Linked DNA regions of Rattus norvegicus: region 2 is linked to region 1. The links are chromatin contacts, called in public Hi-C maps. All regions are on one chromosome and are shown on one strand. The core of a region is the stretch at or near the end of the contact, and the rest is flanking DNA. Distances in the headings are between cores, read along the strand shown. Region 1 holds the start of Rsf1 (remodeling and spacing factor 1). Region 2 overlaps Rsf1 (remodeling and spacing factor 1).

What was found. A called contact is a pair of places that touch in the nucleus more often than the background predicts.
Region 2: a Hi-C map of liver shows a contact between it and region 1, with 2.2 times the contacts expected there. The contact joins the enhancer-like site here to the promoter of Rsf1 in region 1. A contact is called at or near these places in 3 of 12 Hi-C or Micro-C datasets (kidney and liver).

What each region holds. Positions count from the first base shown.
Region 1 is chr1:161,302,327-161,309,920 of GRCr8, reverse strand. It overlaps Rsf1 (remodeling and spacing factor 1), which reads right to left and starts at 6,261. Exons shown (of 16, transcript NM_001427468.1): 1 at 6,056-6,261. The coding sequence starts at 6,254. Aamdc (adipogenesis associated, Mth938 domain containing) reads left to right here and starts at 6,668. Exons shown (of 5, transcript NM_001108493.1): 1 at 6,668-6,805.
Region 2 is chr1:161,357,570-161,365,164 of GRCr8, reverse strand. All of the region lies in intron 2 of Rsf1 (remodeling and spacing factor 1), which reads right to left. Among named protein-coding and RNA genes, the nearest start is that of Rsf1, 58 kb to the right of the region's middle. Within about 2 kb of position 2,439, at least 2 of the 93 cell types and tissues checked have an H3K27ac peak or open chromatin away from gene starts, as enhancers often do. A contact at or near this core is called in liver, where this site is marked.

The DNA.
Region 1 (7,594 bases), core at 5,012-7,511:
TATAACCTATAGTCTAGAATGCATATACTACTACTCCATTTAATAAAATCCCAGGGTCAATATGTCCTTGAAGGGTAACATACAAACTCACTTTAGTTTCTTACTAAACTAGAAAATCTTTAAAAGTAGACCCATTTCTAACATTTTTGTTTTCTTTTAAACCCTTAAAATAATTGCTAGAATTACCATGCAGCAGATAGTCAGTATACATGTTATATTAATGAAGTAAGCAAGCAGTGTGGTATTTGTTCCTGGTGGTATGTGTGCCTATGTGATATGTGCTCACATGCAGACCTAAATGAGTTGGCCAGAGATCAACTTCAGGTGTCTTCCTCTACAGCCCTCCACTATACTTTGTGACAAGGTCTCTCACTGAACCATGAACTCACTGGGTTGGCTGTCCAACAAATCCCAGGGGCACAGCTAACTTCATTCCTTACCCCTTTACCTCCCTGACAGCATAAGAGCTACAGACATGAACCACCATTCCTGGCTTTTATGTGGGTGCTCAGGATATAAACTAAGATCCTCATGCAATGAGCCAACCTCTAAGACCCTTTTTTACTTTATTTTGTTAATGTGTATGAGGTTTTTTTTTTTTTTGCCTACATGTATGTCTGGTGCCTACAAAGACTAAAAGGTATCAGATCCCCTGGAACTGTAGTTACAGATTATGTGGGTGCCAAGACTGAACCTGGGTCCTCTGGAAGAGCAGCCAGGGTTCTTAATTGCTGACTCAGCCCCTGGTCAGCCCCTAAAGACAGTCCCTAAATAACCAGAAGACTAAAAAAGCAGGCCTCTTTGCATTAAGAGTTTCACATTAACCCAACCTTTTCTGTTCCAATTAATTAGCTCCTGTCCTAGGACAATGCAAACAGCCTTCCTTTCCACCTTTATAACTGCAGGCTTCCTTGATCCTGTGATGTACCAAAAACACACTGCATAGTGTCAGACACAAGAGAGACCCTGGCTCAACAGCGTGGAACTCAAAGACAAATAAAGAATCTTACTTCTTCAAAGTCAGAAGTGCCAAAACTGGAAGTTTTCAACCAGGCTAGGCTCTTGCCTCAGTAAGGACATTGACCAATGACCTGCCATTATAAACCCATGTGTGTGTACACTTCTGAGATATGCTTAAATTAAAAGACTGTGTTACTGGTTTCAATGCTCATCTTTTTACTTCATCAAATTCATTCAAAACATAAAAAGTACTATCAGAGAATTTATTGGAAGAGAGAATGTGAAGTTAGAATCATAGTTCACTGAAATATGAAAGACATATCCTTTTATGCTTGACATCTAGACTACAGAGTTACTAAGTACAATAGATGAGAATTGGCCTAAAGCTTCAGTAGGCTACACAGTGTCATAAACATGAGAGAACCTGTTTTGACAAAGTGGATGGAATTTAAAAAGCAAGAATTAGCTCTTGAAAGTTGTCCTCCAATTTCCATACCATGTAACTCATATGCATGTGCACCTACATTGTACACACACACACACACACACACACACATACACACACACACATGACACTTTACAATCTGACAAAAAAATATCAACCCTTATTTTACCTGTATCCCACAGTCACCTACTTCCTGTTAGCAGGAAGCACTTCAGTTCCAGACTGAATACAGAGCCGGGCAGTGAAGCAGAATGCGTAATGCCTTCACTTAGAATGCCCTTTTCCTATCCCAGCATCAATTATGAATCTGTTCATGGGGGATAGTTTAGGCCAACTTTTCAAACCACAGTATAAATAACACCAATGGCCAGGTGTATGTGCTTGAAATCTATCTCTTTGTCTTAATTTCTCTCCCTTGTAATTTAAATGAAACAGTTGTTCTTTCTTTCCAGTCCCAAAACTTAGTAATGGTCTCTAAAGCGGCAATTCCCAAGCATCACAGATTCATGATAGTCTCAGTGTCTCAGTAATTTTCTTAGAGCAGCTCTATGCCAAAAAATAACATCAGTTCCACTTATTAGGTACTTGGAAACCATTGAAAATTAAATCTAGGGCCTGGAGAAATGGCTCAGTGGTTCAGAACCTTGCTCTTGCAGAGGACATAGGTTTGATTCCCAGCACCCACATGGTGGCTCAAGTTCCAGGGGATCTGATGCCTTCTCCTGACTCCAAGGGCCCCAGGCACACATGAATACATGTGAAAACAAACAGGCAAAACACTCATACAATTAATCATTCTTTTTAAAAAAAAATAAATTGAATTTTCAACGGTTTTATTTTATCTTTAAACAACCAGAATTACCTATTGAGAATTACTATGGAGTACATAACAACTTATCAAGTTTTGGAATTAGAACAGACACTGGTTCTATTTTCTGTTCCATGAGGCCTTTCTTAACTAAGGAACAAGGCACTCTAAACTGAAGCTACAATATCAAATTAAAGCTTACAGACAACTAAGAAAAAGATCACAAAGTATTTAAACAAGGACAAATTAGTAAACTAGTTTCTACCTAAGAATGCTATGCTATTGCTAAGTCTACCTCAATAAATGCTGTATTCAAGTATTTAACCCCTTCCCATACCCCCAGTTGGTAGAGCAGAGAACTGAAAAGGACAAATAAAAGCGTATTCTAAGGGCCAGTCCCATAAAGTATTTTTAAACACTCTCTCTCTCTCTCTCTCTCTCTCTCTCTCTCTCTCTCTCTGTCTCTCTCTCTCTCTCTCTCTCTCTCTCTCTCTCTGTGTGTGTGTGTGTGTGTGTGTGTGTGTGTGTGTGTGTGTGTGTGTGTCTGCGTGCACATGCGCACTCTTTCTACACACATGCCAAAAAGCTCCAGTAGTGGTTAGAGGGCCGCTTGCAAGTGGTTCTTTCTTTCCTTCCACTCTGTAGGTTCAGGGAATTAAACTCAGATCTTGGCTTGGCAACAAGAACTAGGCATGGCAACAAGCATCTTTACCCACTGAGCTATCCTGCCAGCAAAATTAACACTTTGTTTTTTTGTTTTTTTGTTTTTTTGTTTTTTTTTTTTTTTTTTTTGCTTGTTTGTTTTTTGAGATAGGGTTTCTCTGTGTAGCCCTGGCTGTCCTGGAACTCATTCTGTAGCCCAGGCTTGCCTTGGCCTCAAAGATCTACTAGAATTAAAGGCAAGTGCCACCTTGCTCAGATTAATTAAAACTTTTTAAATGGCACAGAGCTGTTTCTTAATAAAACTTATACAAAGTAGAACTCACTTGATTATGACAGACACCCCCATACATTCCTAGTTACAAATAATACATATAAAAGATAGGGCTGGAGAGATGGCTCAGTGGTTAAGAGCACTGACTGCTCTTCCAGATGTCCTGAGTTCAATTCCCAGCAACCACATGGTGGCTCACAGCCAGCTGGGATTTGATGTCCTCTTCTGGTGTGTCTGACAGCTATAGTGTACTCATAAAAAATATATATTTTAAAAAACATATAAAAGACACAGTATCTTTTATCTGAAAAATCTTTAATTAGTACAAAAGTATTTATAAGTAGTTTGTTTATAAAAAAAATTGTAACATTTCATTTGACTCTTAGCCACTATCTTTGTCTACTGAAGAAAGTGAGGTCCATATAAATCAATCAACTTGTTCTATAACCTATATATTACATTGCTCAACACAAACCCTAGTCTTTTAACCCTTTCTAGTATCTCCAAATCTTTCCCCAAAAGACTGAGTCAAATCTTATTAGCTGAACGACTGTTAAATTATGCCATAATCCAAGTTTGAAAATCTTTTTCCTGTGCAGTAAAAACTTTCACCTTCAGACTTTTCATTTGCCACATGTCTTGAACCGTGTGACATTAATTAACAATTATTCTTAGATTTCCCCACGACAGATCTATTATTATCAGTCCTCTTAGTAACTATATTGATGGCAATGCTGTGTGTGGCTGAGCTAAAGGATTCCTCTTAGCCCAGCTTCTTTCCCATTTCTGCTTAGTTAATAGCCCAAAGTTCAATGCTAGAAATACCAAACCTATTCTAATAACTTCTCTTTCAATACTAATACCAAGAAAGCACAATGATTAAAAATTAAGGAAATGCAAGCTTATCTGCTATTCAAAATGCAATGGCACCCCCAAAAATTCATGCCTGCCTCTTAACTTGGCCCAAATAAATTCTAAAAACATTTCCCCTCAAGTTCTCACATTTTCTGACAAATAAATTACTAATATTTTTAAAGCATCCTAAAATTAAGTGAGTAAATTAAAATTATACTTCACAGTGACTACTTGCTTCAAAAAGAATATAAATATAATTTGATAATGAAATACACTAGAAGCTTAATGTTTAAAGAAATTCTGTAAAAGTCTTAACATAAAGTAATTTAATTCCGATTTCATAGTTTAAAAAAACTAGCCTTTTGTAGCCAGAGAGTCTAAAAAATGTGAACTAGCAAAGAGGTGTAGAGCCTGGTGTAGTGACAAATGCCTTTAATCCTAGCACGCAGTAGGCAGAGGCAGGAGGATTTCTAAGAGTTCCAAGACAGCATGGTCTACAGAGTTCCAGGACAGTTTCAAAAGAGAAAGGGGAAAGAAAGTATACGACCGCTGTACTAATAACTGCTGTAGGATTAATACTTAATAACATTGTATATCACACATTTTTCTCTACAGGGTAATACCTTGAATGAGTTCACACTCGGGTCTTTCCTTAGCTATGTAAATACATATCATATCGGAAACATAATTTCTATAGAGAACAAAAAAGCAACTCAGCTTTCTTATAAAGGTCACAGCTATCATGCCTGTACAATACCCAGTCCACCCTGGTCATCTACGCACAGATCAAAAGAAAAAGAAGAAAAGAAGACCTATTTGGAAAACGTTTCTTCTTCTGCCAAGGGCTGTAGCTAGACAAAGGCAATGTTCGGAGTACACAAATAAGCCTTCTCTAAGGGAATAAAGTACCAGAAAAGGAGCGGCATGGATCGAGATTAATAGGGAAGAGGGTTAGCACTCAACGTGTGAGGGCTGCAAGCAGCAAACACCGCGTTGAGATGCTCTAGCAAAAGAACCACCACCACCAGCAGCAGCAGCAGCAGGAAGTTTCAATGGGGCCGGGCAGAGCATGCGCCCTGCACCCGCGCGGTGGCCTTATGTGGAAGGAGCACCACTTGCGAACACCAATAATAGACCAGCGGCACCAGAGAGAAACATGAGCAACAAGCACCTTCTTCAACTGTTTCCCCAGCCGTCTGAGCCCCTCCTCCAGCCTACAGACTAACCACCCCACACCAGCCAGCAAATGGAAGAGTGACTTCTTCTTCCCTTAAGCCCTATAGCCGAGATAGGGGGAAGGGATAGAGAAAAGTGGAGAGATGCTTTTCTATTATTTTGGGGGAGGTGGCGAGGAGAAAAACTATGGAGGAGGAGATATTAACCCTCTCCTCCCCAGAGTGGAGAAGCTGGGCCGACTTCATTTCTCCTTCCTACGCGAGAACGGGGGGAAGCCCCCTCCCTGGTCAGCGGAGCAGATCTCCCAAGGAAGGAGTTTGGGGGGATTAGGCCAGCCTCCAGGGGGACGGGAAGAGACAGGAACCGACTCCCTTGGGGGAGTTCCCACCACCGGGAGAGTGGAGTGTCCGCGGGCCCCCGCCCACTCAGGTGGAGTGAGCGGAGGGGGCGCCGGGAGAAGATGGGCCCAGCCTCCCGGGAGACGGTGGAAAGGATTGGTGGGAGGAGGGGAAGAGAAAAGCGCAAAGCTGGCCGGAACCTGTGCTCCCCTTCCCCCGCCACCTAAAGGGATAAGAACTGGAAGCAACACCGGCGCGGGGGACCCAGCCCCAAGCGTCAGCCCCGCACAATACCCCCTCCTGGGCCCTAGCCCACACCGGGCCCGCGACGCCCCCACCTCCGTCCCCGCGGGGCACGGTGGCCCTAGGGGGCCTCCGCCCCGCCTCCCCAGCACCCAGGAACCCCCCGGGCTACGCGGAGTAGGGACTCCGCGGAGCCCAATCCCTGGAGAGGGCCGGCCGCAGAGCCCCAAGGTATCTGTGGAGAGCTAAAGCGCGCCAGGGCCGCTTCCCGCCGGGCGTACGGGCCGATCGCTTACCTTCTCCGTGGCCGATGTCTGGCGGCGGCGCCTGCAGCACCCGCTCCAGCTCTGGGAACGGCAACTCGGGCAGGTCCAGCAGCGGCCCGTAGCGTTCCAAGAAGGAGCAGACTACGGCGAAGTTGGGGCACGAACCCGGGCAGCCCGGAGGAGCCATCGCCGCTACCGCCGCCGCTGCCGCCGCCGCCACCGTCGCCATTTTGAACTGGAGGATGGAGGAGGAGGGGATGGGGGAGCGGGAGGAGTTGGGGGGGCCGAGGAGTGGCAGGGTAGCCTTATGGACGACAGGAGGCGCTCTCGAGTGGACGCCCCTGCGGATGCGAGCGTCTCCGGCCAGGCGCCGCGATCCCACAATACCACGCCGGCTCGGAGCAGTCGAGAACTGAGTTAGATCGGGGACAGAGAGGCACTCTGGGCCCTTCACTTTCCGCCCTCTTCCCGTCCCCTTCCCTCTACGACTACTCGGCTCCGACTCCTCCCCTCCCACTTCAGGGTTGCTACTGCCTCGTGTGACAGGGGGAATGAAAACAAGGGAAGCCGGGCGGAGAGGCGGGCTGCGAGTCTGGGGGCGGGACTTTCTGAGAACGATAGCCAATGGGGGGAGGGGGCGGAGCTTCGGGTGTCAGCTGGCAGAAGGCTAGTTCCAGGCCTGGTAGCTGAACGGCCGTGGCTCAGAATCTCTCAGCTAGCTGCAGGGAGAGGTAGAGCGCGGAGCCGACTGGAGGAGCAACCGAAGAACAGAAGCGCTGCGTGAGTTTTCTGCGGGATCCGGGAACGGAGACGACCAGGAGAGAGAGGGGAAGTTGAAGAGAGACACTAAGACGCAGAAAAAAGGAGAATGGCAAAGGGAAAGAGGGGAACACCACTGTGGGGAGAGGTTAGGAAAAGGAAAGGTGCAGCTGTGGCTTGGCGCGGGACCGTGAAGAGAAGTCTCTCAGAAAGTTTGCTGAGGGGTGTTGCCCTCTACTGAGTGTTGTGTGACAAAACTTTTCCTGGGGAGACGGTAAACACATTTCACCTCAGATAGGGCTCCCACCAACAGACCAAAGTACAGATAACACCAAAGTCCAGTTTGGCGAACCAATACGTTTTATTTTTACAGCAATATGGATGAGGGGTTACTTAGAGAAGCAAGAATGACTCAAGGACAGCTACATCCCCAGGGCCCACACCAGCATGGGTGACAGATTATAAAAACTGGGAACCTCCAGCACCCTGCACAACCTGCAGGCAGCTCAATGGGTTGGCGTGTCCTTTCCAAGTAACTCTGGTCTGAAACTCTTGCTCAGCTGGCTTCTGCTTCTTCCAGGCAGTTAGTTAGTCTGATGGCAGAGTCGTCTTTGCAGTACAGCTTGTCTGAGGTGCTTTATTGGCAGCTCAGCTTCCTTTAGTCTGAGAGAGACTCTCACCTTTTATTGTTTACTCTGACAGAGAAGGACCTAATGAATCTGGTTAGTTTCAGGGACTTCCTGGAGCTGTTTTGAGTTGTTTTGCTGCCCTGTTTTAAGAGCTTCCTTGACAGATGGACACTGTTACACT
Region 2 (7,595 bases), core at 1,190-3,689, 59 kb before region 1:
ATGGAGTTTTTATTGTTATTGTAACAAGTAGCAAAATGAGGGCCAAAGCAGTAGAAGCAAACAAGATAAGAAACTGTCCTGGAGCCAGGGTATTGGTTAAAACAGAGATTTGAAAGAAATACACAAGTAGACAACAGAGAAAGCTTTGGCAACCCTCTTTATCCAGGAACAGGAGTAGGATGGACTTCCTGGAAGGGGTACACTTTCCCAGCTGTCCCTAGTGCTATCTTTTACTAGTAAAAAATAATAAATAAATGGTCAATATAAGGCAAGCAATATGACCAAGAACTATACAGAAAATGGTAAAAGTCTCACAGAAAGGATAAATTCCCCATTTCCTAGAATTCCACCAAATTCCCTCTAATTGACAGCACATTTTTGTATATGTATGTATGTGTATTCATGTAACAAAGCAAATAAAAACCTAAGGGTACCATTTAATGAAGAGTGTAGATGACACAGGGTACACATGAAATGACTGTGTATTACAAGCTAAAGTGGCAGGATCTGGACAGGTAATCACAGCAGCAAACGACACTAATGCTGAGGAGTCTACAGCAGTCCTAGTCTGTTAGGTAGTACAGCTACACAGCAGTCAGCTTCCAAATGACAACGAGTTACCTCAGTACTTAGCAACTCCAAGAATTTACATAGGGAAAATAAAACATTAAAAAAAGATATTATTTCCAATAGCTAAAAGGAGGAAGCAACCCAAATGTCAACAGAAAAACAGGGAAACAAAATACAAATCCACATAGTGAAATTGCATATAGCCTTAACAAGGAATGAAGCACAGACGGTGATAGGGCTCAGCTGCTTAGATTATAGTTCACAGGGGTCACTTAAGACCACCAGAAAACCAGTATGTACATTATGATTATTAACAGCAGCAAAATTAGTTATGAAGTAGCAACGAAAATAACTTTACGGTTGGGGTCACCACAACATGAGGAAGTGTATTGAAGGGTTGGATACTAGGAAGTTTGAGAACCACTGCCTTAGACCTACCACCAGTCTCCACTCCACAAAGAAAGGGAAAATAACAAGCGAGCAAAGCAATAACAACAAAATATATGGCTGCCTGGATGAATCAAAAACATGCTAATACAAGAAACCACACAAAGGGATATACTACAAGATCCTATTGATCTGAGAATGTCTAAAATACTGAAATTTAAATTCAGAGACAGAAGACAGATAACAGATGTGATGAATAGTGCTGCTGTTGGTGTCACAGAATCTACAATCATCAGGACACGCCTGCCGTGGATTATCTTGGTTATAAAACTTGAAGTGGGAAGACCAGCCTACTATAGATGAACCAACTTTCCAGCTGGGATCCTAGACCAGAGGAACAGAGAAAGAACTGAGAGTCAGAATGCAATCACTGGATGCCATATAAACAGCTGACTCAAGCTCCTGCTGCCTGGACTTTACCATCATGATAAACTACCTCAAACTGAGATCCACAACAAGCCTCTTCTCCTTTAAGCTGCTTGTCAGTATTTTATCACAGCAACAGAAAAGCAACTGAGACAGCAGGAGGAGATGGGGTAAAGAAGCAGGAAGTATGACCTAATGGGCATGGCTTTCCCTTTCGACTGATGAAAATGTTCTGAAATTAAGATAGGTTATAAACTCCTTGCAACTATACAAAAACAAGTACAAGAACAAACAAAACAAGACAAAAACACTGAATTGTTTATTTTAAAAGTATTAATTTTGTTATTTTGAGATAGGGCTCATGTAGCACACACTCCTCAAATGTATTCTGTAGCTAAGGCTATCCTTGTGTCTCTGCCTCTCAAGTGCTTGGAGCACAGCTGTGTGCCACTGCACCTGGGAAAGCATCAACTTTATGAAAGGTAGAGAAACATCTCAAATCTTAGAGTGGACTGTGTTGCTATCCACAGCAAGGAAATGGGCAAAGAGGGGTAAACAAGGAATATAACTCACATTACTCTCTCTAATCTCTCTAATAATTAAAAATGTATTTCAGGGGGCTGGAGAAATGGCTCAGGGGTTAAGAGCTCCGACTGCTCTTCCAGAGGTCCTGAGTTCAATTCCCAGCAACCACAAGGTGGCTCACAACCATCTGTAATGAGATCTGGTGTGTCTGAAGACGGCTACAGTGTACTCCTATACATTAAATAAATAAATAAATAAATCTTTTAAAAAATGTATTTCAAATGCTACCAATAGAAGTCAGCTGCCACCAATAGAGATGTGGATATGAAATACACTGAAAATTATAAATCTAGTTCTATATTTGCATATATTTTTAAAGTATGCTTCGCCAGAACTGAGCTATGACTACCTCTGCCTGTTTTAGAAACATCAGTTGTTCAGGAGAACTGAAGCAAATATCAGAGTGCAAATAGTGACAAGGTCTCACTTAGTACGGGAGGGCAAAGATGAACAGAGGTGATCTCTGGGCACTGTAACATATTTCAGCTGACAAAGTGCGTACTTAGTACACATGAAGCCCTGGGTTTAACCTCCAGCACTGCATAAACCAGAGGTGGTGGTGCACACTTGTAATCCTAGCACTGGCAGCTGAAGGTCTGAGAGTCCAACATCACCGTACTGGGCCAGTCTGAGGACAACCTGGGATACAGGAGACCCTATCTTAAGCCAAGGCAACCAACCATGACCAAAAGGAAGGTTCTGCACCAAGAAATCAAACTGATTGACCAATCAATTGATAGAAAAATCTACAAATACAAGACTACAGGACAGAAATACCAATACAACCAATGGAGGAAGAGAGACCTAACAAAGGGTTTCTTCAAGTAGTGGCATTTATGAATCAGTGGCACTGGGATCAAAAGGATAGGCCAAACTGTATAAAAATTGCTTTTTCTTATGTGTGAGAGTACGTGTGTGCACACACGTGTATACACATAAGTCACACGTGTTGAGAAAAAGAAAGACAAGACAAAGAGAACTCCAAGTCATTTGATGTCGTGACCTATGTGGACACTCATACAATAATGGCAAGCACACACACATACCACATACACACAAATACCACACACCACACACCACACACACACACCACACACCACACACACACACCACACACACACACACAGAGGACTTTTTTTTTTAACTGATCCTTTGTAGCCTTTTTTTATCCCCATTTCACTAAATTCTGCCCTGATTTAATCACCTTTTTCTGTCTACTGATTGAGGGTTTAACTTACATGAAAGTTTAAAATCACATAGCTTGAGTTTCAAATCTTGCCTCTCCCTACCAGCAGGGTGATTTTGTTGAGTCAATCACCTGTTCGACTTGGACTTGCAGGTTCTTCTTCTGTAAATGGAGGTTTGGGGCAAATAAAAGACAAGGGATGTGCCAATCACATACTCGCTGTGTCATGCCTCCATTATATATATGCAAACCTGAAAAGAATTCTAGAAAGCCATAAGAAGAATCAATTAGAACACAAGAAGGAGTTAAAAGAGCTAGTAAAAAAATAGTATGCTAGTCATCTTCAAAATGTAGGTAAGTATTGTTTACCAACACTAGCTTCAGTCATGTGTATGGAACAGGTGTAAGAGGTAAATACCATTGTTAGTGACAGATGCATTTTAATTTCCCATTTTTATTTTCTAAGGGTTAAGCATGTATTTTGCTAAACCACTGCTAATGTTATTATCTATTATGGGAGTAAATTCTGAATCTTCATAGCCTATATTAATATGACAACAGACTTCATTATGTTTTTATACATTTATATAATGTATATTTTAATAATTTTTCACCTTTGTTTTTTCTGTTTTATTTTATGCATATGAGTGTTTTCCTGCAAGAATATATGTGTGCCATATCTACAAAGTCATATCCTCTGGATTAGAGCTCCAGTCAGTCATGAGCAAGTATGTGATGCTAGGTACCAATCGTTGGTCCTCCAACAGAGCAGCAAGTGGTATGAATGGCTCAGCTACCTCTCCAGCCCCCAAACTCAATTTATGCTCACTGCTTTACTGTAGATTAGGCAGGTTATGGTGATCAATTCATCTCTTCCTCTTCTGCCTTCTTGCCCCTCCCATTCTGCCAATCCTGCTCTTTCCAACCAGTCTTACCTCTGAGAGTAATTATGTCTTTATATGTGATATTATCTGTGCTTGTGTGTGTGCACAAGTGTGCACATGCACCTATGAAATGTGTGTGCAGCACAGCATGCATTTTAAGGTCAAAGGACAACTTTCAGGAGTCAGTTCTCTCCTTCAAGCAGGTCACTGGACTTGATGATAAGCTCCTGTACCCTCTGTGTCTCTCACCAGTACCAACAGTGAATAGTCTGAAGCTAAGATTCTTGCTTAAATCTAGAGAAACCTATTGTATTAATTTTATCTACAGTGAATACTTATATACAGATATTAAGTATTTTATGTATAATAAATGTTTAAAATAAAATTTACCATTTTAACTGCATAATTCACAGTTATTATTAATTTTATTTAGGATTTTGAGTAGCCATTACTACTTTTCACTTTCTAAAACATTTCTTGGGCCAGGAAAATGGCTCAGTTAGAGAGTATCTGCTCTGAAAGCATTAAGCTGTGTGTTCAGATACCCAGTGCCCATGTAAAAGGCAGGTGTGCCTCTAACCCCAGTGCTGGCAAAGCATAATGGCAGGCATCTGGAAAGCCTGCTTCAGAATAAATCAGGTGGAAGCACGACTGAGGAACACACCCAACACCAACCTTTATCCTCCACATGCACATATACACATGCATGCCCACAAGCACACGCCATTTCATAATTCAAGTAAATTCTTGAACCATTAAATTCTCCTCTCATGTTATAGGACCTGGGGTAAGCTTGTCATCTAATAGACACAGGGTCTCATGAAATCAAGACTGACGTCAAAATCACTATGTAACTTAACCAAGGATAACTTGAACTTCTGATCCCCCTGCCTCTGCTTCCCAAGTACTACATGAGTGTCACCACATCTGGTTTATTCAGTGTTCCAGACCAGAGCTTCATATACTACGCACCATCCCACTGGCTAGGCTACATCCTAAACACCTAGAAATGCATGTGTTAAGCAGAGATCTATTTCTCAATGGTGTCTTTTCTTTGTTTTAAGAATGCATCCCAACCCTTAATGTTTTAAAGATTTCTTTTATGAAATGACTGCTGTTTACATGTATGTGAATCATGTGTATGCCTAGGGCCTGTGGAAGAAGATGTCAGATTCCCAGAAACTGAATTGAATGGTTGTGAGGCACCAGATACTTCACATCAAATCTAGGTCCTCTGTAAGAGCAACAAGAAGTGCTCTTAACCGTTGAGTCATCCCTCCGGTCCCCCAGTTGAGAGTCCCCCAGTTTGTTTTATATTCCTCCACTTCCCACATGCATGTTTATATGCATGTTTCCATGTATGTGAGTACACAAGTGGATGGGTGCACATACATACATGCTGAGTGCATGTTAAAGCCTGCCTGAGGTTGTTGCTGGGAATCATCCTGAACTGTTCTTGTTTTTCACTAAGCTTTTGAGGAGTCTCTCAATCAAATCCAGAGCCTGCTGATATGGCTAGTATGATTAGCCTGCTTGATCTGGGAATTCTGTCTCCACCCACCAAGGCCAGAATTACAGGCAGGTTGCCACAACCACCTAGTATTTCTGTGGATTCTGGGGTTCCAAATTAAGGTCTTCAAACTTGCTGGGTAGTGCTTAACCACTGAGCCATCTCCTCAGTACTTAGGAGTCGTTTTTCTTTGGGGGCGGGGAAGGGAGGATTTCTTCATTTTTATTTTATGTGGTGTCTTGCCAAATAAAATATGATATAGATGTCTGTGTGAGGGTGTCAGATCCTCTGAACTAGAGTTACAGACAGCTGTGAGCTGCCATGTGGGTGCTAGGAATTGAATCTGGCTCCCCTACAAGAGTAGCCAGTGCTCCTAACCCTAAGCCATCATCTTTCCAGCCCAGGCTTTTAATATATTCTGGATAATGAACTTTCCAGGGCTGTACTTACATAACCTGCAGCATGAACTACCTCATCCTACGGCTTTTCTCTCTCTCTTTATAACATCCTCTGATGTACAAAAGATGTTAATCTGATAAAGACGAGCTAGTCCTCTTCCTGGTGTTGCCTATACCTTCAGTGTCCAATCTGGGACTGTATAGTTTAAATGTAAGATCACAAAGATTTCCCCTAAGAGTTTTACAGATTTAGGTCTTACATTACTGAATCATTCTGAGTTAATCTGTATATGTTGTATGAGGTAAGATACATGTTCGATTTTGCAAACTGCATTTTTAAAAAAATTTTAACATTATAGAAAACAGTTAAAATATGTAAAAATGTTACAGTGAATGCATGACAAATTCTCTCTACATATTGTATTCTTATGTCATTCTCATTCAGTCAGGAATCAAGAAGAGTATATGTTACTGACATGCTAGGACTTTCCGATGCACTTCTAAAGGCTTTTCTCTATAGGGAAGTAAGGATCTTCTTCCAAATCCTGATAGTTTGTGTGTGGTGCCTCTGTGACTATAAAGGAGCAGGACTTTTGAGTGTTATTGAGAGGTCATAGTCAAGTGGTCATAACAAGCTGCTGCAAACTGTAAATAACCAAATGGGAGGCACAGGATACCGAAGTCACCTACAGGAACACTCTTGTTACAGCAAATTTCCCAGCCATAACATGACTCGCCATGGGAGAGCATATTATATACGTTATTATAAAAGAACCATTGAGCCATCTCAATGTCACATAGGAGTTCTGCAGAGATCTAAGGAAAGTACAATTAGCATTACTATATCCACAAGCATAAATAATGTAGGTCAAATTCAAGTACATTTGTGAAGAAATGAATACTGCAGAAGAGAAAAAAAGTCATCTAAAATTATGCTGCTGTTCCTTTGGTAAGCTAGTGTTACACACACTTTGTTGGGCTCCAGCAATTTGATAATAGTATGCTAAGGGCATTCATACAGTTTCATTTAATAATGACTAAATTTCATTTAGTGGGTAATTATCTTATACATTTTTGGAATTAAGAGACTTAGCTGCTTCTCATTACAAATCCAGAGCTCTCTGTGGTATTAATATGTGTAATACTAAAATATTCCCTAAAAGTCCATGTATGTGAACACTTGGTTCCCACCTGGTGGTACTGTATAAAATAATGAAACTTTTGGGACATTTTCTGTTTCTTGGTCCAGCTAGAAGACTGGCTGTCCTACTCTCCTGCAAACAAGGATTGGGCCACTTGTACTACCATGCCTTCCTTAAACTATGGGCGAGAAACCCCTCAAAGTGTCAGCCAAAACTTCCTTCAGGTCACTTCTATTGGGTGTGACCTCAGTGATGAGAAAAGTTATCGGGGGCAATCACATGAACAAAGAATGAAGTGTTCAAGGTTCCAGGCATGAGAGGAAGCTGTGCAGCACTCACGGGACTAAGCATGCATGCTGAGTACTGACAAACCTGGCTTCACTCCTTGCTTTGGGCCTTCCACCTGTCCTTCTGAGAACCATGGATGTCACCTGTACATGACCTGGAATGTGGGGCTGAACGAAACGATATTACATGCACAATAGCATAGAACCAAAAGGAAGTTCT